Regions from separate parts of the Mus musculus genome. Here regions 2, 3, 4 and 5 are each linked to region 1. The links are chromatin contacts, called in public promoter capture Hi-C maps. All regions are on one chromosome and are shown on one strand. Each heading gives the region's core, a stretch centred on a gene start, on an enhancer-like site or on the middle of the called end of the contact. The rest is flanking DNA. Distances are from core to core; before and after follow the strand shown. Region 1 holds the start of Atg4c (autophagy related 4C, cysteine peptidase). Region 2 holds the start of Alg6 (asparagine-linked glycosylation 6 (alpha-1,3,-glucosyltransferase)). Region 3 overlaps Patj (PATJ, crumbs cell polarity complex component). Region 4 holds the start of Pgm1 (phosphoglucomutase 1). Region 5 holds the start of Itgb3bp (integrin beta 3 binding protein (beta3-endonexin)).

Region 1 (3,019 bases), core at 58-2,557:
ACAGCCATTCTGGTAGCACATGTGTGATGGTAAATCTCGGTGGTCAGTTTGACTACATCTAGAATTAATTCAGACCAAAGCTGCTGGGTACTGTAGTGAGGAGTTTTCTTAATCAGATTATTTGAAGAAGAAAGACCCACTCTAAATTTAGACCACATTTTTTTGGTAGCAGTCCAAATAAAAAAAAGGAAGGAAACTGTTCTACATCCATTTGCCCCACCTTTGCTGGCAAGTTTATTTGTCCAGTTGCTGCCAGTACTAAATCCAATTTCTTTGGAATTGAAATGAAGACAGTGCTCCAGGAATCTTCCAGGATCCAAGTGCCAGAATGGGATTTCTGAGACCTGTAGCCTCATGGACCAATTACCAGAGTCTTGGCCTTTTCAGTGTGAGACAGCCATTGTTGAACTACCTGGACCACATCCTGTAAGCAAGTCTAATATACACTCCTCTTATCAGTTCTGCTTCTTAGAGAACCCTCATACAAGTCCTTATAGAAGTTATGAGAAGGACAGCTTGTGAGATCTGTGCTATCTCCTCTCCAAGTCATCAGAAAGTGTTCTGCATTTCAAAATATGAAACAAACTATCCAAGCAGACAAAGGAGCAGATACCTTGTTATCTATGCTAATAAATGACCCTCTTGTTGTCTTGTTATACCCCTGTCCGGCCCATGTGACTGGTGAATAAATTGCTCTAGTAATTAATTCTAGGCAACTGTTTTCATGAGACTAACATGAAATAACTTTCCCAGCGTCCTAGCACAGATCTCTTATTCCAACACTAGGGGATTGAGAGAAGATAATGAGTTCTGGGTCAGTCTGGCTGTATTGCAAGTCCCTATCTTCAAATAAAACGCCACTCAATTCTAATCGTGAAACAGTTAAAATTCAAAGAACATATTTTGTATTCCAGAAGGCGTTCATTCTCTCGATGTTTAACTGTTTAACTGTCTGGTAGCAGAGATTGTTGATTTTTTTCCCCCTTGTAGTTTCTGCTCTTATTTCTTATGTATTGCTCCAACAGTCTGCGTTACTGAAAACAATATATTAGTAGAATTACATGTTGACATCATTTAGTATATCTCTCCCGATTTTTTTTTTAAAGGCAGGTCCTGTACTGTAATTCTTAACATGAATCTGAATGTGAAAACTGAATGCTCCACCAGGATGTAATCAATACCCCATACCACAGCTTGCCTTGGAGTAGACAGACTGTTAGTCTTTTAATCCAAGTGGGCTTGGTTTTAAGGACCCAGAGCTCTGTGCATGCTGGATCTTGTAGTCCCGAAACCGCAGACGCTCACCGTGCGTGGCGGGTAGTAGCTGAAGTCCAGTAGTTACAGTTACGAGGGACAGCTGTAAATCTAACTTGGGCCTGCCCCTCACAAATGAACTGCTCTAGGCTCTGAGCTTGCAGCCCGGGAGCTTAGGGTCTCCGACAGGGCTTCCTGCAGGACCGCGGCCTGCGGAGGCTTCGGTGTGCTGTGCTACGGTGGCCGCGCGGGGCCGCGGGCCGCACGTCCTGCGGTGCGTACGCGCTGTTCGGAGCGGCTGCTGGAGCCGACGCGCGTCTGGTGTGGGGACTCCTGCGCGGCTGTACAGTTATCCAGTCCCGTGTCGCCGAGGGGTCGGCTCGAGGCTGGCGGAGTGGAGAAGGTTGGAGCTTGGTGTTTGTAGTCTACGAATGGCCGGTTCTGGGGGCGGCCCTGCCCTTGGTGCAGACCCGTGGCCAACCGTCTGGGTTCCTGGAGGGTTTTGGAGCCTCTCTCGATTCTGCTTCCTCCTGAGGGTTATCTTCTGACGACTCCTCCTCGCCCTTTGAACTGTAAGCCTTCCAGTGGCCGGCTGTTCTACCCTTCTTGACCAGGAAAGGTTTTCTCCCTAGCCGCCGTATCCCATTGACTCTTCCTTGTTTCTCTTCATTTAAAACAAAAAGAGTGTATGTGTGGGAAATGTTAGATCTCAATCTGTCCGTCTGTAGCCCCGTTGCCCCTTTCGTTGTTTGAAACCGCAATCTGTAGCATTATATACCCTGGCTGTGCTAATAACGCTGACTTCATAGACCGGCTTTTGCTCATTCTCACATGCCCACCCACATCTGAGGGTTATTGAAGTTGGAAACTCAGACTACAATCTTCCGTGCGATGACCCGACATCACTGGGTCAGCTCAGCATAACTCTGCTTGAGTTTATTTTCTTAGGGTTTTTGTCGTATATTTTTGTTATCTTTATTGATTACTTTTCCACACGAGGTTCATTGCGACCTCGGGGCTAAGACTGTATTATTTTATAGCTTTTTAATCTTTGAATTACTTAGGTGAAGATTTCCTTCTGTTTGTTTACCTTTTCTGACCTTACATTCCCTTGGGAGTTTGGAATTGATTTTGTGTCAGTTGATAGCAGATAGACACAAAGGAGTGATCTTTCCTGCCTGCTGCTTGTGGCTTTTAATTAGATTATGAGTCTTTGGAAGTGCCCAGAGGGATTGGAAAGGTTTTGAAATGTATTTTCGGAGTTTCAAATGATAAAGCTTTTATTTTTCCAACTAGGGAAGAGTTCTAATTAGTCTAGTGTCTGAAGCTAATTAACTGGTTCACCTGCCATAAGAATTTGAGAACTGAAGTTAAAAACTGGGCAATGTGAGGGATTGTCTACATTAGTAAAATGAGTTTAGAGGCCCCCTTAATTGATGCTTTTTCTATAAAAGGGGATGCACATATATTTTAAAAAGAATATTTTGTTATGTGGGTGTTTTTCTACACATATGTCTGTTCATCATGGGTATGCCTGCTGCCCCCTGAAGTCAGAAGAGGGTATGTGATCTCTAGGGACTGGAATTGCTGATGATTACCTTGGGTGCTGGGAATCGAACCAAGGTCATCCACAAGAGTAGCCAGTGCTGGTGACTGCTGAGCTAACTCTTTAGCCTGGATACAAATATATTGAAAAATGTTTTGTGAAACTCTTTTTTTGAAGCTTTGTTCTTAGTAGTCTGATAGAATTGGTTAATGCTTTTGT
Region 2 (3,273 bases), core at 201-2,700, 520 kb after region 1:
CATTTCTTCAGCAAATAAAAACGTTCTATCTTTAGCTCCAGCATCTTTCCTAGGTTCTGATTCACAAGTGGCACACAAGTGTTAGTATTTTGTTGTGTTGACATCACATCAAATTCACTACAGTGTAGCATCTTCTTCCAAGTCGATTCCAAGCTTCCCAACACACTACCTTGGGGACCATCCCATAATATTCTTTCCTTTAACCTTGCTGTCCTGCACACTTCCTACATTACAAAGACCTTTACACATCCCCTGTCCCATTGACCCTTCCTAGTTCTCACCCTGGTCTAACCATAACTTTTCCCTCTGACACATCCATTATCACCTGTGTCTGATTTTTCTTTCAAAGCTAAGGTGGCTCATTCAGGAAGAAGCCTTTCCTGACAGTTAATAGTTTACACCGAGTCCAAGTCTTGTCTTAACTCCCATGGACTGTGGTGTGTATACTACTAATGTGACAGTGTGCACTTCATTGTGCTGCTTTCTATTCTTTTTTTGCATGGGAAATGCTTTTTGAAGAGAATTTTGTGAGAGCAGAGACTCCAGTGTAGTCAAACAGGTGAGCTCTAGGTTGAGTGAAAGACTGTCTCAAAATGTAAGGTGGGGATGGATAGAGAAAGACACCAGCATCGACCTTTGATCTCTTCAAGTACACACAGGTAACACATACTTCTTCCCCCACCCCCAATTCACCTCCCCCAGCAATACTCAATATTTGTTTTCACTTATGTCAGAGTTGGTGTCTACAAAATGGCACAAATCAAAAGCAGGGTGTGAGGGAAGGAGGGGGATATTATTTTTGGCAAATGTGGGAACGGATGGTTCAAGTTGCCTGATGGGGCATGTAGTGTCTATTCTGGGACGGAGTTTTTTTTTTTTTTTTTTTTTTTTGGCGGGTCAGGGACAGGGTCTTGCTGTGTATCTCAGGCTGACCCTCTTACTCTCCATCCTCTTGCCTCAGCCTCCCTAGAGGTGAGAATGTCACCGTGTGTAGCTATTGCTGCTCATAGGCTCAACCCAGAGGCTCTAGAAACGGTTTCTCACTAGAAGTAACTTCTCAACTTTACTGGGGCAAGTAGTCTTTGCTTAGCTCTAAGAAAGTAGGCTGGCTGCTGTAGGGCACTGACCCAGGAGGAAGACCTGCCACTCGGGATGAGGACTGGCCAAGGGCTCGCCAGTGCGAAGAGCGCAGGAGCCGCCCCTCACAGGAATCCGTGGGCTAAGCAGCCGCTCAAGCTTTGGCCGTGGTCCCGGGAAAGAGGAGCAAGGGGCTTTCCACCTGCCCCTGACCTAACCCCAGCCGCCAGGCTTCTCGAATTCCAGGGCTTGCACCCCGCCTCCCGCAACGTGGCAGTCTAGCTCTCCCAGTCCCGCCCCTCCACGATGACTCCGCCCACCACTCCGCCCCCTCGCCTTACGGGCTCGCTCCCGTGAGCGCCGCTGGGAGCGCGCGTGCTCCTCGGGCTGTGAGTGCGCAGGCGCATTCGCTGGTTCTCTGCGGGCGCCAATTCTGGAGAGCAGAGGCTGGTAAGAGCCTGGGGTTGCCGAGGTCTGGAGGCGGCAGGCGTCGGGAGGTCCCGGCAGCCGGCTCGAGCGGGCTTCTCGGGGGCTTGTTGGGAGGTCTCGCCCATCCCCGAGATCCCCGGCGTGTGGCTGTCCTGCAGAAGTGACGCGGCCTGGCCGGATTGGCCTCGGCGACCCTGTCCCCGCCGTCCTGTGGGTCTGTCCCTCCCGAGGCTGATGTCCCGAGGGTACCTTAGCAGGAAAAAGAAGTCTGGGACTTGACGGTCTGGCCCCTTGTCGGGATGTGCCTGCTATCTGTGCGTGGCCTCCTGAGAAAGTTGCTGAGCTGCTCTTGCAGGTGGCACAGCAGTCGCCTGCTGTTTAAGGGGGAGATAGCCCGAATGGTGGCACTGGGAGGCAGAGGCAGGAGGATCTCAGGTTTCCAGGCCAGCCTGTTCTACATTGGAGAGTTTTAGGCTAGCCAGAGCAACACGGTGAGACCTCGTGTTTCACTGTGTTTCACACAGGACTTCCGAAAATGTAGTATCCCTCACTCTCTCCTCCCTTCTCCTGCCCACATTTGTCCACCCCGACTACCTTCTCTAGTCAAGTGGGTTCCTGCTTTCTGCCAACCGAACTCTAAGGATGGAAGGACATTGAAAGGACTAGAAATGATCTTTGCTCGCATAGCAATTTTGTTCTGAATAACAAGTGAATGGCATTTCCTCATAAGCTCGTTTGTTGGAATAACATGCTTGCAGAACCATACTGTACATAATTCTACTGGAACTTGTTGCTCATCACTCACCCAGGGAACGTATCTTTTTCTGTTTCTCAGTTCAAATAACAATATTCATTTCATCTCACAAGACCTCTCCAGAGAACCCCCCTCCTCATTAACCCTACCCCCTTAGGTAATTTTTGTTGTTGTTGTTTCTGTTGTTGATCTGTGGCTTTAAAAATGTATGGTTAAATACAATGCAGGGTGTTCTTTCAATTCTTTTTTTTTTTTTAATTTTTTATTAGGTATCGTCCTCATTTACATTTCCAATGCTATCCCAAAAGTCCCCCATACACTCACCCCCACTCCCCTCCCCACCCACTCCCCCTTTTTGGCCCTGGCGTTCCCCTGTACTGGGGCATATAAAGTTTGCAAGTCCAATGGGCCTCTCTTTCCAGTGATGGCCGACTAGGCCATCTTTTGATACATATGCAGCTAGAGTCAAGAGCTCCGGGGTACTGGTTAGTTCATAATGTTGTTCCACCTATAGGGTTGCAGATCCCTTTAGTTCCTTGGCTACTTTCTCTAGCTCAATTTATTTATTTTTTTTATTAATTTGTAGTACCATACATGTGTGCTGGCTAGTTTACTGTCAATTCGACAAGCTAGAGTAGGAAGCTTTAGTTGAAGAGAACTTCAACTAAAAAAAAAAAAAATGCTCCCGGGCTGGAGAGATGGCTCAGTGGTTAAGAGCACTGACTGCTCTTCTGAAGGTCCTGAGTTCAAATCCCAGCAACCACATGGTGGCTCATGACCATCTGTAATGAGATCTGACGCCCTCTTCGGGTGCATCTGAATACAGCTACAGTGTACTTAGATATAATAGTAAATAAACCTTAAAAAAAAAAAATGCTCCCACCAGGCTGGCTTATTGGCAAGACTGGTGCTTTTCTTTCTTTTTTAAAAAATAATTTTTTTTCAGACAGGGTTTTTCTGTGTAGCTCTGATTGTCCTGGAACTGGATTTATAGACCAGGTTGGCCTTGAACT
Region 3 (3,317 bases), core at 174-2,673, 690 kb before region 1:
AAGAGGGTTGAGGAACATTACTACTCTGTCCTATTAAGACTCTATTTATAGCATATAAATAATACCTAAGAAGTTCTATGTTGATTCTCCTCCACCACCCACATGCTCTTGTTTTAGGTAAAGGATGAACTATGACAGTTTCTTGTATGTGTTGTTCACCTGGCCGACCATATAAATTGTGTAAATGTCTGTATTATGTACTTTTTAGGCATATAGTTTGATGGTATTAAATACCATTGCACTGTTGTGTAACCACCATCTCTGTCCATCTCCAGAACCTTATCTTCCTTCATAGGAATGGTGAGCCCGCCAATTAATAAATGCCCTCCCCTTGCCCATTCTCCCTGGCACTAACTGTAACTCTGTCTTCTGTTTAAGAATTTGACTACTTCATAGAAGTGAAGCTGTGATAATTACCATTATATGTCTGGCTTACTTCATGAAGCATAAGCTCTTCAAGGTTCATTCATGTGTATGTCAGACGACCTCACTGAGGTAGAAGAATTAACCCTGTATGTATGTCTCAATGGAAAAATCTTTTCTTCTGACCCTCTCAGAGCTGATCCCGGAGAGTATCTGTTAAAGTGAGAGACAATGTTAGTGCAGAATTCAGAAAAGTTTTCTGTGGGTACAACAAATTGGTTTGTTTAGGATCCACAAATGAAACTTGGGGGACAAATGTGACAAGGAAATTTGTGACAGTGTTATTATTCCGGTGCTACAGGTGCTGCCACCTTCAGGCTGGAATGAGGATTGGCCTTCTGTTCTTCATGGACGTAGACCCATCCTCATTGACCTGTGACTGCTTATTTCCCACAAGTGGCCTCTTGGCATCCCCGTCTCTCCTGCCTTTGCAGTTTTTGAGACATGGGCTTACTATGTAGAACATGCTCTTGTCCACCGTGAAATGGACTTGCCTCAGTTCTCAGGTGCCTGTGTCATCCAGCCAGCTGCTGCTGCTGCTTTCAATTATGCAAGGGAAGTTCTAGAGAATGGCTTCTTTTTTGTACTTGCAAAATATATGATGGTTTTAGCCTGAAGCTTCGGCGAATGTTCTCTCATGTGCCACATTTTGGCTTTCTATGTAAATGCTGGGAACTGAACCAGGATCCTTTGAAACAGCCATATGTGCTTTTAGCTACGAAGCCATGACCTGGACCAGCAAGTTGTTCTTCAATGACAGGGTCCTCAGAAAGGGGACCAGAAGCTCAGAAGCAAATGGTAGAACATAGAGAAGATAAGAAAGTTTGAGACCAAGAGGTCTTGTCAAGCTATGTCTTGGACCAAATAAGCTCATTAAGAAGTACAGCACCTTATGTTCTATTTCTAGGAGAGAAGTGGGGCAGAGTAAGCAGAGTCTGTCATACAATAGGATCAAGGCAGCGGGAAGCTAATTAAACAAAGTTGCACAAGGGCAACGTGGTTTCTCAAGAGCATTATAAATCTAGCCTACAGCAGTCTTGGGACTGAACCATAGCCATAGTTCCCCCAAGGCCCTGGCCTCAGGCCATGACCTGCTCTGCCAAGCATATTCCTGGTTGTAGAGAAGGCTGTGTTTCTTCTCTATACATCAGTGCCCCAAGGTGTGTGATGAGTGGGTTTCAAGGCCCTGGACTAAGGATATTACTGGCTTTGCCAAACACTTCTCTATATACCAGGGCCTCAGGGGAGGCCTAGGTTGATCAGTCTAGCTCTTAGTAGAGCAGTGTCTCTAGTCCTCCACCCTATTATTCATGGATAATGTTGCTGTAAATATTGGTATATAAATACCTGCTCATCACCTGTTTTCAGTTCTCTTGGGTTGCCAAATTAAATCACAATCAGAGATTCTCCGAAGGCTTGTGGTGTTTATTTGGGAATAACAGAATAACTGAGAATGCACAGGTCATAGTGACCAGTAAGCATTTTCTAGGAGTCTAAGGCAAGTTTTTAAAAGAGAAGAATTTGCAGTCACAGTCCATTGAATATGAAGTCCCTGCTCTTGAAGTCCTAAAGTCATAGTTGGCCCAGATTATTAATGGAAATGCTTATTGGGGAGGTATTCTGTTAGAAGTGTCTTGTTGGAACTTTTGTAGAACTCACAAATACTAAGCACTATAAATGAAATGTGTATGTTCATGGGGCATGTTAAGAATGGGGCGTTTCCATAGGAAGATGTTGGGAAGAGCTGAGCATGGTACGTACATGGAGTGTATGAACCAGGTTCTGTAATCCCAACTGATGGGACGTAGAGGCGGGAGGGTGAGGAGTTCAGGGTCGGCTTTTGCTCCACAGTAAATCTGAGGTCAGTGCTAAGTTAGACCCTGATTTTAAACCAACAGAATTCAGAGACCTCAAGAAGGACCTTCAACATTGTCTCCGACAGCCAAGTATTTTCCTTTCCTCGTTCTCTGGTTCTGATCTTATGGTGATGTGACCAAAGGGATTGGGTTAGCTTTTCTCAGAGCATTGTACCATGCAATGTTCAGTGTCCAGCTTTGCCACACCCTTGCTAATGCTGGCTTGCCTGAGTTTTTCAAATTTGTGTTTGTGAGTAGCAAGTGTGCCCTACTGTGTGATTCGCTTTGAGATGACAACTTGCTCATATCCCAGTGCCTTAGTTACTGTCCTGTTGTATGAGTTGATAGCTGCCCAGCAGAAAATGTAAAGGAAGAGGCTCATTACTTCAAAGGGATTTCTACCTGTTTATTATAAGAGGGAAGGCAAAATGGCAGGAAATAGTTCTTGGTGGCAGAAATGTGGGAGAAGCTTATTCAGGGATGGTGAACAGGGAACAGAGAACACAGGCTGGAACCAGAGGTGACTGGAACCCTAAGAGGCCCATTCCTGGTGACCAGCTGCTGTCAAAATATCACTGCAGGCCCTTAAAATATGGCCTGTGGTGGGCATTGCAGACTCAAAGCAGCTCTGGCTAGCTGTGAATTCTACTTTCTCTTGCCTTAGGCCTCTCTGAGTGCTGGGGACACAGAGCAGAGATTATAGACTTGCACCAGCACATCTATCTCGTTATGACTGATTTGCATTTTGTTAATTAGTGGTTAGTGATGTTAAGCATCTTTTTTTATTGACTCAATATGTATTTGTGGGAAAACCTACTTTACAACCATCTGCCCATATTTTTTAAAGGTCTTGATTTTTTTGTTTGTGCTTTTGTTTTTGTTTTGATTTTACTTCAGTATTATTTGCCTCAGAATGATGGGGGGGGGCATTCTCTATTTATAGAGAAAATAAAAACCACAAATTCAATTTTCTAAGATCTAAGCTTGTAAATTTGCTTACTGAAAGCTGGAAAGATGGGTCAGCATCTAAGAGCACTG
Region 4 (3,024 bases), core at 382-2,881, 740 kb after region 1:
TTTTCTCACCTAATGAGTTTGAAAACACAACTTACTTTACAAAAATATGACTATAAGCTGTAAATTCTTAGGAAAATATTAGAAATTATGAGCAGCTGTCAGTTTCCACATAGCTACCACAGAAGCTCAATGACAGTGATTATAACCAGCTATGCTGTATACACATAAACTTCATATCCATATACCTATTAGCATTTGTTCTGAGGCAGAACTTACATATGTCAGCCAACCTCCCTGCTTGATCAAGAGACACCAATTAGCCACTGTGAAAGTATGAGTACAAGCTCAGTTCATGGGTTATCAGTATGTTCTAGTACTGCAACTGGAGAGAGGAGCTGATAATTTTAGGCTTGATAGGTTTTAAGTACAGTCTGATGACTGCATCAACTAATACTGATTTCACGTGGACTGTACTAAGCTGGGGTCATTTCAAGTCTGTATAGGTCTATGCCTCTATGGAATGTTTCTCTCTCTCTCTCTTTCCCTCTCTCTCTCTCTCTTTCTTTCTCTCTCTCTCTCTCTCTCTGGGTGTGTGTGTGTGTAGGAATACAGGCACAGTCATCATCACCACAACCTCTTTCTTGCAGAAATCCTTTTTGAAAGGTTTTACATTTGTTTAAGATGGACACTCACAGACTTAACTTTCTTAAAGGTATTTGTTTTCTTGGTATACTAAAATGACACATTTGTCAAGCAGAGACTCTTAACAAAAAAACAAAAACAAAAACAAAAAAAAACTAAGAAAGGCAGAAGAAAATATTCCTACCGAATAATCAAATCCTTTTTGACTGCCTTAGCTCTTGCTGTTTTCACAATCACTGGGTCCGCTGTCACAGTAATCCTTTGACGCCTTATAGCTGTATCTATGTTTATCTAGGCTGCCTTCAAAGTTTCCATTTCCTAGTTGTCAAACGTGATGGATGACAGACAGGCCAACCCTGGTAAGAGCCTGCCTGGCTTGTTCAGACCCAAACTGAGCTGAACTTCCTCAAGTGATGAAGGATTTTGTTTTGTTTTTCGAGACAGGGTTTCTCTGTGTAGCCCTGGCTTTCCTGGAACTCACTCTATAGACCAGGCTGGCCTCGAACTCAGAAATCTGCCTGCCTCTGCCTCCCAAGTGATGGGATTAAAGGCATGTGCCACCACCGCCCGGCGAGGAAGGATTTTATTATCGGAATTTCTCAGTGTTGTGAGCAGAAGCACGGAAAAATAAAACCCGTACTTTTGGAAGATCTAGAAACTATACACTAAACAAATCAGTTCTTCGGATATCCACAATCACTAATGAAGTAGCATGTGGCCCACAGCAAACACATAAAAAGTAGAAAGCTGAATATAACTTTGGGGTTGAGCCTGTCCTTGCAGAAAAAAAAAAAGTCGGAGGATGGCTTTTCTGTCTTTTAGACCAGCTTCTGGAATGTATACGTGACACTCTAGTCCAATCACAGTAACGTGCTGAACTCTTCGTCCTTGCACTATGATCGATAGATGAAGCTCTGCTCTCCAGTTAAAGAGCTAGTTTCTTTATATAGACCATTGGCTCAGGTAGAGATGTGTCAGTCGGGGAGACTCCGCCCCTCTCGACCCCGTGACCCGTCCCTCTTCCCAGGCAGCCGGACTTTGGCGAAGTGGGCGGGCCGTGGGCAGGCCCTGGGCCATCGTTTCCAGGGCAAGAGCAGAGCGGACCCTGAGCCCTCTGCAGCAGCCAGAGCCGCAGCCACTGTCGCCTCGCAGCCAACCGCCACCATGGTGAAGATCGTGACAGTGAAGACGCAGGCATATCCGGATCAGAAGCCGGGCACCAGCGGATTGCGGAAGCGAGTGAAGGTTTTCCAGAGCAACGCCAACTATGCGGAGAATTTCATCCAGAGCATCGTCTCTACCGTGGAGCCGGCGCTGAGGCAGGAGGCCACGCTGGTTGTGGGCGGGGACGGCCGCTTCTACATGACCGAGGCCATCCAGCTCATCGTACGCATCGCTGCAGCCAACGGGGTAAGGGACGCGCGGGCCGGGCTGAGCGTGTGCTACGTGCGGGCTTCTCTGGGCCGGCGCTTCCGTGCGCGCCACCATCCCGTCCCCGCCCCGCGCACGCTCCCTTGACCTTGGCAGTACCCCCGCCCCCACACCCCTATTCGGCTTCCCGTCCACCCCATCCCCCCACACCCCACGTTTCGCAATGGCTATGCCGGGGAAAGGTGAGCCCGCCGTGCAGACCCTGCGTGGCGCTGTGCTATTCTGGTCTGGGATTGGGGCACCTCCCGCTGACTCGAGGCCAGGTGTTGGGAGGGCCGGGGTGACCGGAGCACTCATCCCCCTGGGGCGTTAAGCCAGCGATCTGGGCCCGCAGGTGCCAAGCCTCTCTCCCTGCCCTCTGGTTGGCTTGGGAAAGGCGCTTCCTCCCCTGCCGGGCCTGCTGCCTGGGTTCAGGCTTTTGAAAAGTCCAGTCTCTGCTGGACCTGTTCCACCAAGGGGGCTGGACCTGAATTTTCATTAAAGCAATAACAATATACCCAAGGGCTCTCTTATGCAAGCTGTCCTGACAGGCCAGGAAATTAATGCAACGCCCCCAGTTCCGCCCCCTGGTTAAGAAGGTTAACTGTCTTAATTGAGCAGGTCCACTAGAGAGGTGAAACTTTTTTTTCTCCTATAAATCTGATGATTTGTAAATGTGGATTTGGAATTGGTTATTTGTTTCTACAAGATACTTTAAAAGAAGTTTTAAGGAACACGTTTTCTTTGTATATTTACAATAACATTGGACTTTCTCTCAGCTCCTCTGGGGCCCATTCCCTTCAACAATAACTTGTATTTCAACTTATTTCAAGCTGCCTTGCCAAGCACCGTGACAAACATTTCACTGGTGTGTCTCAAGAACCCTCTTGAAGCCCTATAAGGAAGACGCTATTATGGGTACTTTAAAGTCACCGAGGAGAGTACTAAAAAGCCTGGGCAGGTTAAAGAATTTACCAAAACTATAACGGGAACATTGAATCCAGCACGGACCTTCCGGTACCACTTGAGTGG
Region 5 (3,360 bases), core at 128-2,627, 640 kb after region 1:
TAAACAGTGGGCGGTATGCAATCCCAGCACTGGGGGAGGTGGACGGAAAATTAGAAGTTTGTTGTTTTCTTCAGCTACAAAGTGAGTTTAAGATCAGCCTGGGTTATACAAGCCCCTGATTCTTTAGAAAAATGGACCAACCAACACAACTGCTAAAAATATGGGATGTCAATGTACTTAATGAAACTCTTCTAATATAACAACATCTACTCATATATTAAAGTTGCCAGTTGCCAGAAAAATATCCACTTCCAATAGATTTTGGTTCCTCACTTCTGTAAACAGATCAGGAACATAGTTTACACACCAAATTCATTTTCATTCTTTTCCTGCTTAAGTTTTGTTCCCTCATCTTTGCCAGCAATGTTATAATAGACATTTTTCTAATGCATTAAAAGATAAACCTTTTTAGAATGGTGAGTTAATAAATATTGTTATTTCCGAAGGTCCTCCTTCTTTTATGTCAGCTCATATCTTACACAAGTATCCCCGATAATATCTTAGTTTGCATTTTACTCAAACAGGAAAATGTTACCCTAGCAGGAAGTACCTAAATCAGCCTGGTACGGGGGTAGCCAAAGAAGTATTACAAGAGTTAGGTCTTCCTCCTCCCTCAAATTCTTTAAAAAGACCCTGTTTTTTTTAAAAACAAAACAAAACAAAAAAAAAAAAAAACCTGTTTATACAACCGCTAACTGTGCTTTATATAGCCTATGTAGGGTAGCCGAAGGGTAGCAGTCTAGCACAATACCCATCTCTACTATGGTCATTTTCGGTAATCACATTATTGGGGTTGGGCTGTAACTTAAAGATGACCCAATACAAACCCACTTTTTACTTTTTTCAAGCTTATTTTTATAAGTAAGAAAAGTAAATCACTTATTACTGAGTTGCTAAGTGATAATCTTAAGAATCTTTCAGTGCCTGAAATCCATTCAGTCCATGAAATCTCTCCCGAGTTTCAGAGAACTCACTACACAAATGCTTAACAAGCATTTAAAAATTCTACAAATTACAGAGAAATGTTTACTTAATATACTCTTTCATTCTTAGTCATTTCAAGTTAGACATTACTCAGATTTAGCCCGCAGCTTACACAATGATGTGAAGTTTTAAGAGTCAAAGAAGTGTTGGAAGGGTAGAGGTAGGTTGGGAATACCAAGCATCCCGACGCTGTCAACAGAGAAAAGTTTATAGAAATAAAAAAGACAAGGTGACCATGGGACGGCATACTCTTCCTGTATACTCTTTTTGCTCATAGAGGGCCCACAAAACAGCAACGTCTGGGGAAGGGATACCTACGGCATTTCGGGACTCCGTTGCTGGACAGAACCAACTGAGAAACCGCAAACGCGGAAGCATAAAAAGCCCGCGTAGTAAGCGCTGGATGAGGTGTCACCCCGTATGCAGCTCGCCGGAAACAGTCTCCGCGCGAGAAAGAGCCTGAACGTGTTCAAGGAAATGGTGCAGGGAGTCTAAGGCCAGAATCCATTTAGCCCCAGCCGCATGCAGCGCACGACCCTCCTCACTATTGTGGACATGCCAGCCTCGCAACAGATAAGCTACAATGCCATGGCTGTTCTCTCTCGGTCAATGGTCCACAAATCTCTGGTCGGAGCGTTTGGAAGGTGCTCTGCCTCTTATTTCCGGTGGCGGCGAGGCGCAGTTGCTATGGTAATCTAAAAAAGGCGGAGGTCTGTCCGGTTGCGCCGAGAGGTTCGCGGATCTACTAACGAAAATTGGCTGCTCTTCTTGGTTTGTGAGCTGAAATTAGGTAGCCACCAAGCCTCTCTCTTGCTCTGTCGCTCGCTCTGCTCTTCATTGTGCGGCCGCCTCTCCCATCTGCTACGTTTACTTCTGTGTCCTCCTAAGAGCCGGTGCATGCCCCGAAACACACAAGGGGATGCAGCATCGTGGCCAGAGGAGTACAAAAAACGGAGAGAGCTTGTCTGGGATTAGTTGTGACTGTTTCACGGTGCAGCGACGGTGACTGGATGGCTCTCTGTTTTCATTTGGCCCTTTAGACGCCTTAGGCGCTTTTAACAGTTTATTTTTCCTGCTTATTGTGTGCCTAGTTATTTATGGAGCCGTTTGCTACAATATACTCTCCAGGCCCCTGTCTCAGACTTGGGCTAGAATTTTAAATAAAAGGTGGTTTCCGAGCCCTAGGGGTGCAATTATATATTTATTTAAGCTTCAGTTTGGACTGTCTTCACAGGAAGGGAAAGAATAGAATTCTGGAACATTTCTGTCCAGGGATTTTCATGTGAGAATAACCCCATTTGGAAGGAGCACTTGAAGATCCTTAAAAATGTTTTTAAATTGCTTGCTGTAAGCCGAGTGCTTGCTCTTCCTTATTGGAATAGTTTTCTTTCCCGTTTGTGAGATGGCGCGCACGCATATGTGTTTAAAACCGATGTTTAATTATGGTGATACCAATTTGCAGTAACCAGACTGTGACACCACATCCCTATGGGGTCCTTCTAAATCTGGTGTAATATGAAAGTGTCAGGCAGGCGGTCTGTGTATTATAAATAGGGTACTTCATCCATGATAAGCGATTATTATCTTTCTTTCCCAAGTGTAAAAGACCTACATAATTCAAGAAGGTGCCAGTGATTTAGGCCTCCTGAGTATGAATCCAATGAGTCCTGAAGGGGACCCTACCTGTGTCATCTTATTGTTCAACTTGAACTATTCAATTTATTAGATTGGAATGTATTTTTAGAAGTCAACGCAGGATAAAGCAATGTTGGAAGCCATTAGACCACCAGAACAATTTTGCCCTGCATAGTAGCCTTTGTTCAATAAACCTTCATTCACATTAAAAGAAGAAATGACTGAGATTTCACAAATTACCACTGACTGGGTGACATCTCTGTCCCTCAATTTCATCATCTGTAAAATGGACAAAAAGTGCCTGGTCAGTGTAGAAAGGATTAAATAAGACGTTTGATTGTATATTAATGTCTTATGAGCAGACATGCTGTATAGACACTAAATATTATTACTAGTAAAGGAACTTTATAAAGCTCAATGTAATCGGTGGAACTTCAAATATCCAGTGATTTGACATGAGCTGTATTATAGAAATGTGAATGAAATGATAGTTAATCCTGCTATGGGGGGATCCAACTGCAGTTGATTTGCATTAAAAAAAAAACCTCACTGTTGGGGAATTTCACTCCATGTATGTTTTCTTTAGCATTTGTGTGTCCTGAAGTATTCTGTATGTTTCACATTTGTGAACTGTTGTAATCTTAACAACCCTGTGAAGTCTCCCCTGAAGTCTTATTTTGAGATGATGCATGTATGCATTTTCTTTGTTCTGATTCTTTTGGATTATGCTACATCATTGTT

Evidence for each region. Promoter capture Hi-C pulls out the DNA fragments that hold promoters and counts their contacts.
Region 2: a promoter capture Hi-C map of second pharyngeal arch cranial neural crest shows a contact between it and region 1. The contact joins the promoter of Alg6 here to the promoter of Atg4c in region 1. A contact is called at or near these places in 11 of 39 promoter capture datasets (the 3T3-L1 cell line, the C10 cell line, the HPC-7 cell line and 8 more), 1 of 484 Hi-C or Micro-C datasets (uterus) and 6 of 115 datasets of contacts at active chromatin or transcription factors (astrocytes, embryonic forebrain, embryonic stem cells and 3 more).
Region 3: a promoter capture Hi-C map of 3T3-L1-derived adipocytes shows a contact between it and region 1, with 3 times the contacts expected there. The contact joins the enhancer-like site here to the promoter of Atg4c in region 1. A contact is called at or near these places in 8 of 39 promoter capture datasets (3T3-L1-derived adipocytes, the C10 cell line, the HPC-7 cell line and 4 more), 1 of 15 datasets of contacts at CTCF or cohesin (pro-B cells), 1 of 484 Hi-C or Micro-C datasets (embryonic stem cells) and 2 of 115 datasets of contacts at active chromatin or transcription factors (large pre-B cells and pro-B cells).
Region 4: a promoter capture Hi-C map of second pharyngeal arch cranial neural crest shows a contact between it and region 1, with 3 times the contacts expected there. The contact joins the promoter of Pgm1 here to the promoter of Atg4c in region 1. A contact is called at or near these places in 10 of 39 promoter capture datasets (the 3T3-L1 cell line, 3T3-L1-derived adipocytes, the C10 cell line and 7 more), 1 of 484 Hi-C or Micro-C datasets (Th1 cells) and 2 of 115 datasets of contacts at active chromatin or transcription factors (astrocytes and large pre-B cells).
Region 5: a promoter capture Hi-C map of pre-B cells shows a contact between it and region 1. The contact joins the promoter of Itgb3bp here to the promoter of Atg4c in region 1. A contact is called at or near these places in 17 of 39 promoter capture datasets (the 3T3-L1 cell line, 3T3-L1-derived adipocytes, the C10 cell line and 11 more), 1 of 484 Hi-C or Micro-C datasets (forebrain), 7 of 115 datasets of contacts at active chromatin or transcription factors (astrocytes, embryonic basal ganglia, embryonic forebrain and 4 more) and 4 of 9 other capture datasets (adipose tissue, embryonic stem cells, liver and 1 more).

The regions. Positions count from the first base shown.
Region 1 is chr4:99,192,627-99,195,645 of GRCm38.p6, forward strand. It overlaps Atg4c (autophagy related 4C, cysteine peptidase), which reads left to right and starts at 1,308. Exons shown (of 11, transcript NM_175029.3): 1 at 1,308-1,826.
Region 2 is chr4:99,714,180-99,717,452 of GRCm38.p6, forward strand. Alg6 (asparagine-linked glycosylation 6 (alpha-1,3,-glucosyltransferase)) reads left to right here and starts at 1,451. Exons shown (of 15, transcript NM_001081264.1): 1 at 1,451-1,527.
Region 3 is chr4:98,499,633-98,502,949 of GRCm38.p6, forward strand. The region is part of intron 20 of Patj (PATJ, crumbs cell polarity complex component); the gene reads left to right. Among named protein-coding and RNA genes, the nearest start is that of Gm40210, 78 kb to the right of the region's middle. Within about 2 kb of position 1,424, at least 8 of the 459 cell types and tissues checked have an H3K27ac peak or open chromatin away from gene starts, as enhancers often do. A contact at or near this core is called in 3T3-L1-derived adipocytes, where this site is marked.
Region 4 is chr4:99,927,820-99,930,843 of GRCm38.p6, forward strand. It overlaps Pgm1 (phosphoglucomutase 1), which reads left to right and starts at 1,632. Exons shown (of 11, transcript NM_028132.3): 1 at 1,632-1,992. The coding sequence starts at 1,747. It overlaps BC062258 (a long non-coding RNA gene), which reads left to right and starts at 1,999. Exons shown (of 2, transcript XR_003955079.1): 1 at 1,999-2,195; 2 at 2,826-3,024.
Region 5 is chr4:99,827,781-99,831,140 of GRCm38.p6, forward strand. Itgb3bp (integrin beta 3 binding protein (beta3-endonexin)) reads right to left here and starts at 1,378. Exons shown (of 9, transcript NM_026348.4): 1 at 1,303-1,378. The coding sequence starts at 1,307. It overlaps Efcab7 (EF-hand calcium binding domain 7), which reads left to right and starts at 1,665. Exons shown (of 14, transcript NM_145549.2): 1 at 1,665-1,774.